Linked DNA regions of Sus scrofa: all the other regions are linked to region 2. The links are chromatin contacts, called in public Hi-C and HiChIP or PLAC-seq maps. All regions are on one chromosome and are shown on one strand. Each heading gives the region's core, a stretch centred on a gene start, on an enhancer-like site or on the middle of the called end of the contact. The rest is flanking DNA. Distances are from core to core; before and after follow the strand shown. Region 1 overlaps CDH13 (cadherin 13, H-cadherin (heart)). Region 2 overlaps CDH13 (cadherin 13, H-cadherin (heart)). Region 3 overlaps CDH13 (cadherin 13, H-cadherin (heart)).

Region 1 (3,830 bases), core at 289-2,788, 190 kb before region 2:
CTGAAATCAGAAAAATCAAAACGGAGACTCCACTGATGGTCAGTAGTTACATATCTAGGCCGGTTGTTGTGTCAATTTAACAACTAACTCTGACCTTTTCTTGCTCAGAAATAATTATCAGATCCAGCCTGGCCTTGCTGTGAAGTGGAACATTTTATTCTAACCGTGCAGCTCTCAACACTTTCTTCTCTACCAGACGTTAGACAAGATGTCAGATGTGTCATCACACTGGAAGGTTTTTATTAATTATCTTTCAGAGGCAAAGTCCTTTTTGTAATTTATTTTTTCACACCAGGAAAATTCTTCTATTGAACTTAATGTCTATCTTATTAAATTATTTTTTTCTTCTAAAGTTTCTCACTTTGAAAAGTTCCAGAAGAAAAGAAATAAACCCAGCAAAAACTGGTGTCAGTCAAGGAATTTGGGTGTTAAGCAGAACCCCTCATAGCCTCCATTGGCATAGACTATAATATGCATCTTTCTTTAAAATCGAACTGACTAATTAAGGTACAGTAAGAAAAGTTTCTCCAAATTCTCACCTGCCTGAGTCTGAATGAATTACAATGACTGTTCCTTACATGCCAGTTAACCATATTCCCAAGGACTCATTCATTGATAAGTAACTTTTATTGAGTGCTTATTATGCGTCAATACTAAGACAGACAAAAATGAGTGAAACAAAGCCCCTGTTTTAGGAACTCAGAGTACAATAGGAAGGATTGAAGCCTCCATATGCCGCGGGTGTGGCCCTAAAAGGAAAAAGGACAAAATAAAAAAAATTAAAAAAAGGAAGGATTAATATGTAGATACATACTTTACAAAACACAACTATAAGAATGGAGTATAACATAGTAGAAAAATTAAAAAAAAAAAAAGAACAGAACTCAGCGTTGGGGTATGGGGTGGGAATAAAGTCACTAGGAAACCACTGTCCTAGACATCAATTTGGTTGTTGCTTATTTATCTTTATGTTTTAAACAGAAGATGCACAGAAGGAAGGACTGGAAATACCATCATCCCTGAACTCCCTCTTCAGAGCTGCTACTCACTAGGACTCAGACGTCTCAAGTGGAAAACATGAAAGAATTCCCAATGATGAAAAAATTCCTAACATCTTTGAAAACAACTTTATTTTTTTAAAAGGCAAGAATTCTTGAGAAGATCGGAACTAGAAAATAATCTAAGATGCAACTTTTTTCTGCTCTGTATTTCCAGAGTGGCAACCAATACAGTAATATAATGTCTAAGTGGAAGACAACGGGGTCTCAGGTTTCAAGGGAGAAAGAGGGGGGGCCTTCCAGCGATGAGGAACACCGAGGGGAATCCTGGTAAGTGCTCAACAGCCAGCTCCCCAAGAAAGAAAGGCCTTGATGTGCACTGTTTGCCACTTTCCATGGTGTTAATACTCCCACCATGGCCTATTTGGAGCTACCAACATGAAGTCCCTGGACGCAGAGGTGGGAAGAGACATGCACAGTTGGCTCTTATGAGCTGAGCAGCTCCAGCCCAGCACTGGGTGTGCCAGTTCCGGATCATGGGTCACTGGGGCCAAGAACTTGCCTGGACTTGCCTGGATTTTGGCAGGGCCTTTACAACATGAACCATCATGACACCAAGGTGACATTTTATAGTCAAGGATGGGCTTACATTACACATGAATTAAAATGGCCTGGAAAACCCTAACTAATAGAGCAAAATGGCCCACCACAGTTTGATTTTACAGGAAGAGAAGATACAATGAATCCTTGATTCATGACCATGTGTTATTTAAATATTGCTTTTGATCTTTTATCCAGAATCCTAGCTCAAATGATCAGAGATCATCCTGTCTTCTGACATAATTAGGGAGCTGCTGCTTGGCTAAGCTGGAGGATAATCAATTTGACCTTGAAAGTTTGTCTATAGTCAGGACACAGACATGGTCAGGGCACAGACATGGCGGCCAGAGTAGTGTCTCCCTTGTTACGCAAACATCACCTACAGACTTAGTTCAAGGACAAATGAGCTCTAACAGAGAGGGTGCAGATTATGACGGCCAGCAGGCCCCACATGGCCACTATATTTGTTAATGGCCTTTAGTTCATGGATTAATTGCTAACACTTAAATATCAAGGATTTTCGTTAAGTACCTGGGTTTGACACAGCCCTGGGATTGGAGTCAGACAGAACAACACTCCACGCGGGGGAAGGATAGCCTCCTGATGGGCAGAACTTCATCTGCCTTTTGTTTTCCCAGTTGTGCTCTTACTTTTCCTAAATTAAATTTAAAAGTGATTTTTGGTTTGCATTCATGTCTTAGATGCGCTTTCCATATGCCCAGGCCTATTTATTCTTTTCCGTTACTTTCCTGGGCTCCCCGAGAACCTGAGCTTTCCATTCTTCATCCACTAATATTCCTTGAGAAAAGGTCTCCCTTGAATGGGTTGCAGAGGAGTCACCTGTGTTGCAGTGAAACTACAGCCACCATAAAAAAGTCTCCAATATTCTCCTCGTGAAAGCGCCTCCATATTTACTATCATCTCTGTTCCAGGGAGCTGCATCAGCCTGGCCTGTTACTCAAGTTCACATTTTTTCAGAGCACCAGGCCCTCCTCTTAGCCCTCTTGTTCAAGGGTACAGACACTACAGGGTAATAAAAGTGGCTTATTGCTGGTTTCCAAAGACTGAGGCCTTCCCCTCCCTCAGGCTCACGGCAGTGTCAAATGATCACCTCCTCTCCAACCTCTGCAATGAGCAGGAGGCGTCTCCCACCTGCTTCTCACCAAAAACAAACAAAAAAAGCATATCTAGATCTACACACACTAAGTGGCAAACTCCCTCATGATCATTACAGCATCACGTTTAGGTGTAGATGAGCCAGTCTCTAGTCCCCATCGGGCAACTCTGCATCGGGTTTGGGACTGAGAAGAAAAGAAACATCTGAGTGGAAATAGTTTGAAAAGGACCTTATATTTTTTTTCTCACATCTTATTTGAGTCCCAAAGTTCAATTACCTGAAGTTTCATGAAATCAGTTCTTGGGATATTTTCCGTTCAAGCTGGATTAATGCAATAGTCAAAGTTTCTGCAAATCCTACTACTCTTTCAAAGTAAGTTTGAATCTTCTAATGGAAAAGTCAGTATATCTTCCTGGTAGTAAAACTTGGAGAAGTGATTTTATTCACAAATTATACCATGTAAAATATGATCATATGTAAGGTCCCCACACTAGGCTGGCCGACTACACGAGCGTCTCTCTAGATAGTCAGACCTCAGCTACAGACTTGGTTCTAAGGGTGAATAAGCTGAAGCACAGCAGTGCCTGCCGATGTGATGACCACAGGCCCCACCGGACACTCGAGCTGTTAAATCGCCAGCAAGGCCAGCATCTGAGTGAGAAGTGCTGAGGGCCAGGACCAAGGCAGAGGGAAAGGGCCTGGGGAAGAGGGAAAGCTAGGTCCCAGCAAGAGTGACCCGCCCTGGTTTCCCTGGGACTCTCGGGATTTACCCATGAAGTCCCACATTCCAGGAGACACTTTAGTCCCAGGTATCCCAGCCCCAGCAGGAAACTGACATCATACTCAAACTGAGTCATGTGGGGAGAGGAGGATACAGCGAGTAGCGAAAGGATGGCCAGGGTTGGGGAGCAGGAACGCAGGGCAGAGGGCAGCAAACCAGTAAGAATAGGACACCTTTGTCTCATCTAAACCTGAAGGTAGAAGAAAGGAGATGGTTTCCAGACCCAACAAAGAGAGGTGCATGGAGGGGCCTGGGATGAGCTGTGACCCCCCCCGGAGGGACACTGCGGGCTTACTCTCCTCCCTCCTCTGAGCTCTTGCTGGAGTGCCCACTG
Region 2 (3,767 bases), core at 596-3,095:
ACATGACAATTATCTAAGCTCGGATTCTCTGTAAACTTGGACAAATGCTTTTACTTCTCTGATCTTCTATTACTTCCCTTGTGAAGCAGAAACATCAGGAACATAGCTTATAGCACTACTGTTAGGTTTAAACAAGGCACCAGATGTAAGGAAACCTGGCTTAAGTGGGTGCTCAACCTTTAGTTATGGCTCAACTGCTAATTTTCTCCCACTCAGTCCAATTTAAAATCTTGGGATTATTTCTGGCACTTTTTTATTTCTTACCCATCAGCCATTCACCACCAAGCCTCTAAAACTGGCCCTCTCTTTTCCACACATCTTTGACCTTTTTAGCTCATAAGCTGGACTTCTTGCCTTGGGTTTTTCCTGGACCCAATCCATCTTCCACTCCACCCCCAGATGAAATTCTCTGAAATGTTATTTTCCATTATGTTATTCCCTCTTCAAAACCTCCAGGATCTCCATCGCCTACTTTTTCTTCAATTTTTATCTTCTTTTTCAAATTCATTATATTTTTCATTATAAATGTAATATACACACATCAATGGAGATTTGTAAAATAGAGGGGAAAAAAATCACTCAGAAACCCATAACACAAACAAAATTGCAGTTCACATTTTGAAAAATAGCCTCAGAAGCCACCCCCATTTTCCATATACAGAACCTTTTTTTGTTGTTTAGTAAGAATCCTAATCCAAAGCCATCCTTCTGTTTCAGAATTCATTTTTTCACTTATATGAATTTTCCATGTCATCACTGTCCTCATAGCCTCCCTCTTTCATGCCTGTGTAATATTCCATTGAGTCACGTAACCATGTCATCACCTTCTTCATAATCTCCCTCTTTTTCATGCCTGTGTAATATATCATTAAGTTGCTTAACCAGTTTCCATTTACTAGAAATTTAACTTATTTTTCAAGCACTTTGGAGAGCCAGGCACATGGCAAACACTCAGTAAATGCTGGCTACTGTTATTATTTCCAATTTGTTCTATCACGTATAATTCAAAAAATTTCTGTACATCTCTTTCTGTATTTAGCTCTGTTTCTTTAACTTCTCAGATGTAGATGACTGGCCCAAAGGGTATTACTGTTTTTATGCCTTTTGTTACTAATACAGCAGATGCTGAAGGCTTCCCACCCCAGGCCTATATCCCTTCTCGCTTTTCAGTACAGGGTTGACCCAACTTCCACGGCAAGAATCTATACCTCCTTCTGAGGGCTTTCTCTGGGACCAGAGTCCACACTCAGCAATTCAGTAGTTCTCAAAACCCATGCCACCTGGGGAAGGCCCAAAATAATGCCCACCCAGGTTTGTGGCATAAAGTGTGAAGCTCCCATGCCCCTCAGGTGGAATAACTCTGAGGTATTCCACACTGGCTCCCAATGGTCCCTGAGCACCTGCACTGGCAAGGGGCTGAATGACAGACCTTTGACATTGACTGTAAGCCCTCTCCTCCCCACGGATTACCTCCCAATAACTGAACTGCACTCAAACTCTCTGCTTAGAATCCACTTTGAGGGAACTCAGACTGAGACTGTGACACTTACAAACAAGCAACAACCATGGTCTGCTAAATCCTGTCTGTGCACCTCCTCGGAGATCCAACTTCCATTTTGCAAGACCTCATGGTTTGCTTGTTGTCTTGAATCCATATCCATGTCGTATCAGACAGACGTCTTTGCCCTGCCTCCAGAGGCCTGGCCACTGAGGCACAGAGAGATTAAGCAACTTGGCCATGGCTGCAAAGCTCTGCAGTGGCGTCATTCCACCTTCCCCCAAGGCCTGAACTCTTAACCCACATGGTGTACTGCCAGGCACCGCCCTATAGATAGTAGGATCCTTTGGTTAAAATAACACTGATCCTATTAATAGCTGCCATTCCTGTAGCACTGATCCAATTTCACACTGTGTTCACATTCACTGTCACCCAGAACAACCCTCTTGAGGCCCCCAAACATGCGATGAGTATTTCTACCTCAAATCTGGACTGCGCGTCCCTTCTCCTTCCCTGGCTGGCTAAATTCTACGTCTCCCGCCTTGGTCTTGATCTCGCACTATTTTCTTCTTAGCCCATGTCCACCACCGACCTTCCTAACTCTCCCTCTGACTCAGTTTCCTCCTGTGTAGATGGGGACAATGGTAAGACCTCCTAAGATTGTTGAACGAAAGCAACCGGCGCAGAGCATGCGTCCTCCAAGCAGGTGATGAATGACATCTACGCGTACGACCAACTTGACCTCCTGTAACCCCTCCTCCCACCGTGTTCTAGCCCCCAGCTGACCTCCATTTCTTCGCCTCACATTTCACAGACCATTTCTTCACTAGTAAATTAAATGTCATGTGTTTTAGGCATCAGAAAAAATTATCCAAAGCTTGCAAACTAGGCCAAAATGACTGATGGCAATTCTGTGAATATCATTCAGGGACAAAGGCCATGGGAAGACGTTAGGAGTGGTTTCATAGTGTATCCCATTGTTTTCTCTGGATTGAAAGCTCCAGACTTAGAGTAGTTGCCAGTCACTTGTCAATTTTTTTGTCCAAGGAGCATGCAAATAATTTCTGTCTAACATAACAGATAATCCCAAGATTTAGGCATGCTGCACATTAACTAGTTCTTTATCTCAACGATCTCTTCCTAACATTTCAGTGCTAAATTCCTCGTAACTACCCTAGCTTCCTAATGACCTTCTGAAGCCATCACTGGATCTTACTAGTTTCCTCAAAAATTAATAAATTATGGTTATATTTTACCCACAGTCATGGTTTCACCTTTTGAAAAATTATACATGTCTGGTAGCTTGCTACCAGTTATTTTTTCATAGACCCAAGACTGCATTCTGGCTTCCAGTAATAATGAGATGGGGTAGAGATAAAAACTTCTGAGTGTGTTGGGAGAGTATGAAACTCTGCATTTAGACCAGGTTTTCTCACCTCATAGTACTGACATTTGAGTCAGCGTAAGCCTGTAGGGTAGGGGGCTGTTCTGTGCATTGTAGAATATTGAACAACCTCCCTGCCCTCTATCCACTAGATGCCTGAGGCATCCCCTCCCCTATCTGTAACAACCAAACATGTCCCAGACCTCCCCACGTGACTCTTGGAAGCTACAGTGGTCCCCAGCTGAGAACCACAGGTGTAGACTAAACTTCACAAGTAAGAATCATGGGCAGATATCAGATGGATCAGCACAAATTCACAAGGGCACAATGGCTGCAGATTTAGCTGGCACTGGGCTCTTCTTATGGACCCAGAAGTGTCACTGTCATTTTATTATTCTTCCCCCAGGCCTGTAATCTCCTCAACATCAGCATCTGCAACATCTGGGTCTGTTTGGTTCACCTTGGAATACTTAATGCCATGACAGAACTTAGAATTTAGAAGATGCCAACAGTGACTACTGCTTAGTAAATGTAATAAGTAAGGCATATTTGAATATACATGTATTTACGTGTATATACATATATGTCAAGTGTGTATATACATGTGTATATGTGTATGCACTGTGGGTATCCTTGTATATGTTATATAGGTATAATACATTCTGAGTATAAGTATTGCTGTGCATGTGTGTATGTGTATGTATATGTAGACATATATGTGTTCTATATGTACTGTGTATATATGTGTGTATACACATACTATATATAGAAACACTATATACATATACTATATATTACACACACATATACATAAAATCAAAGGAAGTGGCTGCCCAGTCAAATGAAGGGTAGCAGAATATTCTACCCCACAATACATCGTTTTGG
Region 3 (3,343 bases), core at 339-2,838, 170 kb before region 2:
CAGGACACTTATTTATGTTTTCAGTTTAGACATCTAGGAGCAGTATTATTTGGGGAGGGTCTTCCTTCCCTCCTAGACAGCAAGTTCCATGACTGTCTGCACTCACTGCTGTACCCTGGTGTCAGCCCTGCCTCGCCAAGGCTCTCAACAGAGACATGCAGAGGGGGCCCCTGCACAAGACCCAGCTTGGCGAGGCCACACAGAGCTCACCCAAGGCCAAGTTCACGGACCAACTCCAAGCCTGGGAAATTCAGTCATCTACCTTTCGTGGCCTCCTCATTAGTGTAAATTTAAAAAATAGCCTTATGCCAACACCATAAAGGTAATTTCCTCTTGGAAAGGACACTTGCTCATTTGCTTTAAACAGTCATTAATGTTCCAAATTTCCCCTCAGAATTTCATGTCAATGATCCTATGGGGAATTTGAAAGTAAAACCAGACAAATAACGATGTGAGGAAAATGTCAGATGAGAACGGTGAATGCATTACAGACCTTCAACTGATATCGTTGCTGTCGGAGTTCAAGGATTAAATAGTCATCAGTTTGCAGCCTTCCATGGGAGCCCATTTCTCCCTGACAGCAGGCAGTTGCCAGCTTGCCAATAAAGATTGTGTCTACAGTAATTGATGACTTTATCTAATGAGGAGATCTCGGTCTAAAAGTCATAAGGCTCACCCCTCATCAGTAAATGCAGGTCCCAGGGACTTACTCGGAAAGACTTTGCAAGAAAAGGGGCAGCCTTCTTCAAATGAATAAAGATAATCTACCTTATGACTGCAGCCAGGATAGGTGCTCACAGGCTATTAAAAAGGTGCAATATTCAGGACCATGCCCAGGAAACCTGGGGTATGAGTATAACATCCTTATTGAAGAATGCCTTTTCAGACCCCAATCTCTCGGGCTGATAAAGTGTGAGTCCCACATTCACACCACATTCACGCCTTCACATGCCTTTAGGAAGGACCCCTGGGAGTTTCCCCTTGTGACGCAGCGGTAATGAATCCCATCAGGATTCATGAAGATGCGGGTTGGATCCCTGGCCTCGCTCAGTGGGTTAAGGATCTGGCATTGCCATGAGCTGTGGTGTAGGTCACAGACACGGCTCGGATCCCGCATTGCCATGGCTGTGGCTGTGGCTGTGGCTGGTAACATCCATATGCTGCAGATGCGGTCCTAAAAAGTTGAAGAAAAAAAAAAAAAAAGGGAAGCTACCCTGATACCCTGATATAATGTCCACCCTTACTATCTCCCGTGCCTGTCACAGACCTGTCTCAAAGCAGATTATCAAAAAACACCTGTTGAAAAAAATGAATGGCTTATTTTCTACTTCCTAGGGCCCCAGGAATAATGGCAGTGTGGTTCTAGAAGCAGGAAACCCGGTTAGAAAGCAGTGAGATTCCCAAGAGCACCTTATGTAATCCTCCCCTCCCCCCACGGCAGATACAATTATCCCTGTTTTAAAGATGAAAGAACGGAGAGAAGCTGGTGACGTAGTCATCACATAAATGGCATGTACCGGGCAGGGCTAGGATGGACTTCTGGCCCCTCTAACTGCAGCATGCCCTCTTCTGAACCCTGTTGCTGTGACATTTCTCAGGCCATTTTCAACATGAGCCAGCTGCTCTTCCTACTACTCCAGCGTTTCAGCCCCCTTATTCTGTTCTACTTTGGCTATTCCCATGGCACTTGTCACCTTCTAATATACTCTGTAATTTACTTTCTTACCATTTGTATCATCTGTCTCTCTTGCTAGAATGTCAGTGCTACAAGCCTAGAGATCTCTGCCCTTTTTGTTCAGGGATGTATTCCAGGGGCCTCCAAAGTGCTTAGTCCATCCAGGGCACTCAAGAAGTATTGAGGGAAGAAGAAAAGAACAAGGGAAGAGAGAAAACAAGACGAGACGTGAGCTAGTGCCTCCACCCCCGATTCGGGGCTATCTGGTGCCTGCTCAGTGCCCCCCATGAAAGCATAGACCCTCTTTGCCCCTGTCTCTGGGCTGCAATCCTGCCAACACCAGGTGGCTAGAGATGGGAAAACGGAAGAGGCAGCTGAGGAGTTAAGGTCTTTGCCCCTTTGGGACAGCTCTGGGACAGAAAGGAAGGAGGAGCAGGGGGAGGCAGGGAGTTTAGGAGCTTTTTGCAGCATGAAAGCAATAGGACTTCATGAGTCCTTGGTACATTGCTCCTCACAGATTAACTCTAGGAGTTCCCGTCGTGGAGCAGTGGTTATCAAATCCAACTAGGAACCCTGAGGTTTCGGGTTTGATCCCTGGCCTTGCTCAGTGGGTTGAGGATCTGGTGCTGCCGTGAGCTGTGGTGTAGGTTGCAGACGTGGCTCGGATCCCGCATTGCTGTGGCTGTGGTGTAGGCTGGCGGCTGCAGCTCCAATTCAACCCCTAGCCTGGGAACCTCCATATGCCACGGGTGCAGCCCTAAAATAGACAAAAAGACCAAAAAAAAAAAAAAAAGAAAAAACCCACAAAAAACTAATTAACTCTAAAACATGTTGACTTGGGAACCAGCATTTGAGACTTGAATCTGCATCACTGTTCCTGACTGGGGGCTACAAAGGTTCAATGTCTCCTTTTTCTGGAAAGTTAAGTGAAAGCTCCCTTCATGCTTAGCAAGATAAGATACGTTATCCGAATACTTTAGATCAATTGACTGTTTTTGTAGTGGGGGTGGGGTTACTCATCCAGCAATCAGGAGATGACTTTGTGGTAATAAAAACACCCTAAACAATGAAACCTATCCATTTTCTGTGAAGACTATGCTTTTCTCTCTCTCTCTCTCTCTCTCTCTCTCTCTCGTGTGCGTGCGCACGTAAAACTCAATCTTATATTTTTTAGTCGTGAATAAACAGGAACAATCACACATGCCCAGTGGTTTTGCTGAGAGAATATCCACACAATCCTTGACAGCACCTCCTGGCAAGGCAGCAGTTCGTGTTATTGATCCTTGGAAAGGGCTCAGAGGGGAGAAGTTTCTGCCGTTGCAAATGCTTTCTAAAAGCATAACTCATTTCACCTTTAACCATGTTTTCTTCCTTGGTCAAAGTTAGGACACCACCAATAGCAGACTTGTTTTCTGTGTTCAAGTGCATGAATATGCAAATGCAGTGGCAGAGAGAGAGAGAGCCATCTTCAGAGACCTGCCGTAGACTGCTTGCATGAAGCAGAAAGATGCCTTCGGCCAGATCTGGGATACCACAGCTGCCTTTCTTTGTAAAATGCCCCCTTTTCTGTGGGTATTTAGCCAGTTGTTTTGAACATTTTAGGCACATCCCAAAGGCCAACAGTGACTATCTTGTAATGATACCATAAACTTTTTTTCTTTTTTTCTT

The links. A called contact is a pair of places that touch in the nucleus more often than the background predicts. HiChIP or PLAC-seq counts read pairs in DNA pulled down with a chosen protein or histone mark.
Region 1: a Hi-C map of skeletal muscle shows a contact between it and region 2, with 2.9 times the contacts expected there. The contact joins two enhancer-like sites. A contact is called at or near these places in 1 of 47 Hi-C or Micro-C datasets (skeletal muscle) and 1 of 2 datasets of contacts at active chromatin or transcription factors (skeletal muscle).
Region 3: a contact with region 2 is called in an H3K27ac HiChIP or PLAC-seq map of skeletal muscle. The contact joins two enhancer-like sites. A contact is called at or near these places in 1 of 47 Hi-C or Micro-C datasets (embryonic fibroblasts) and 1 of 2 datasets of contacts at active chromatin or transcription factors (skeletal muscle).

Annotation. Positions count from the first base shown.
Region 1 is chr6:5,620,808-5,624,637 of Sscrofa11.1, forward strand. All of the region lies in intron 1 of CDH13 (cadherin 13, H-cadherin (heart)), which reads right to left. Among named protein-coding and RNA genes, the nearest start is that of CDH13, 210 kb to the right of the region's middle. Within about 2 kb of position 1,539, at least 3 of the 83 cell types and tissues checked have an H3K27ac peak or open chromatin away from gene starts, as enhancers often do. A contact at or near this core is called in skeletal muscle, where this site is marked.
Region 2 is chr6:5,811,241-5,815,007 of Sscrofa11.1, forward strand. All of the region lies in intron 1 of CDH13 (cadherin 13, H-cadherin (heart)), which reads right to left. Among named protein-coding and RNA genes, the nearest start is that of CDH13, 19 kb to the right of the region's middle. Within about 2 kb of position 1,846, at least 3 of the 83 cell types and tissues checked have an H3K27ac peak or open chromatin away from gene starts, as enhancers often do. A contact at or near this core is called in skeletal muscle, where this site is marked.
Region 3 is chr6:5,643,568-5,646,910 of Sscrofa11.1, forward strand. The region is part of intron 1 of CDH13 (cadherin 13, H-cadherin (heart)); the gene reads right to left. Among named protein-coding and RNA genes, the nearest start is that of CDH13, 190 kb to the right of the region's middle. Within about 2 kb of position 1,589, at least 1 of the 83 cell types and tissues checked has an H3K27ac peak or open chromatin away from gene starts, as enhancers often do. A contact at or near this core is called in skeletal muscle, where this site is marked.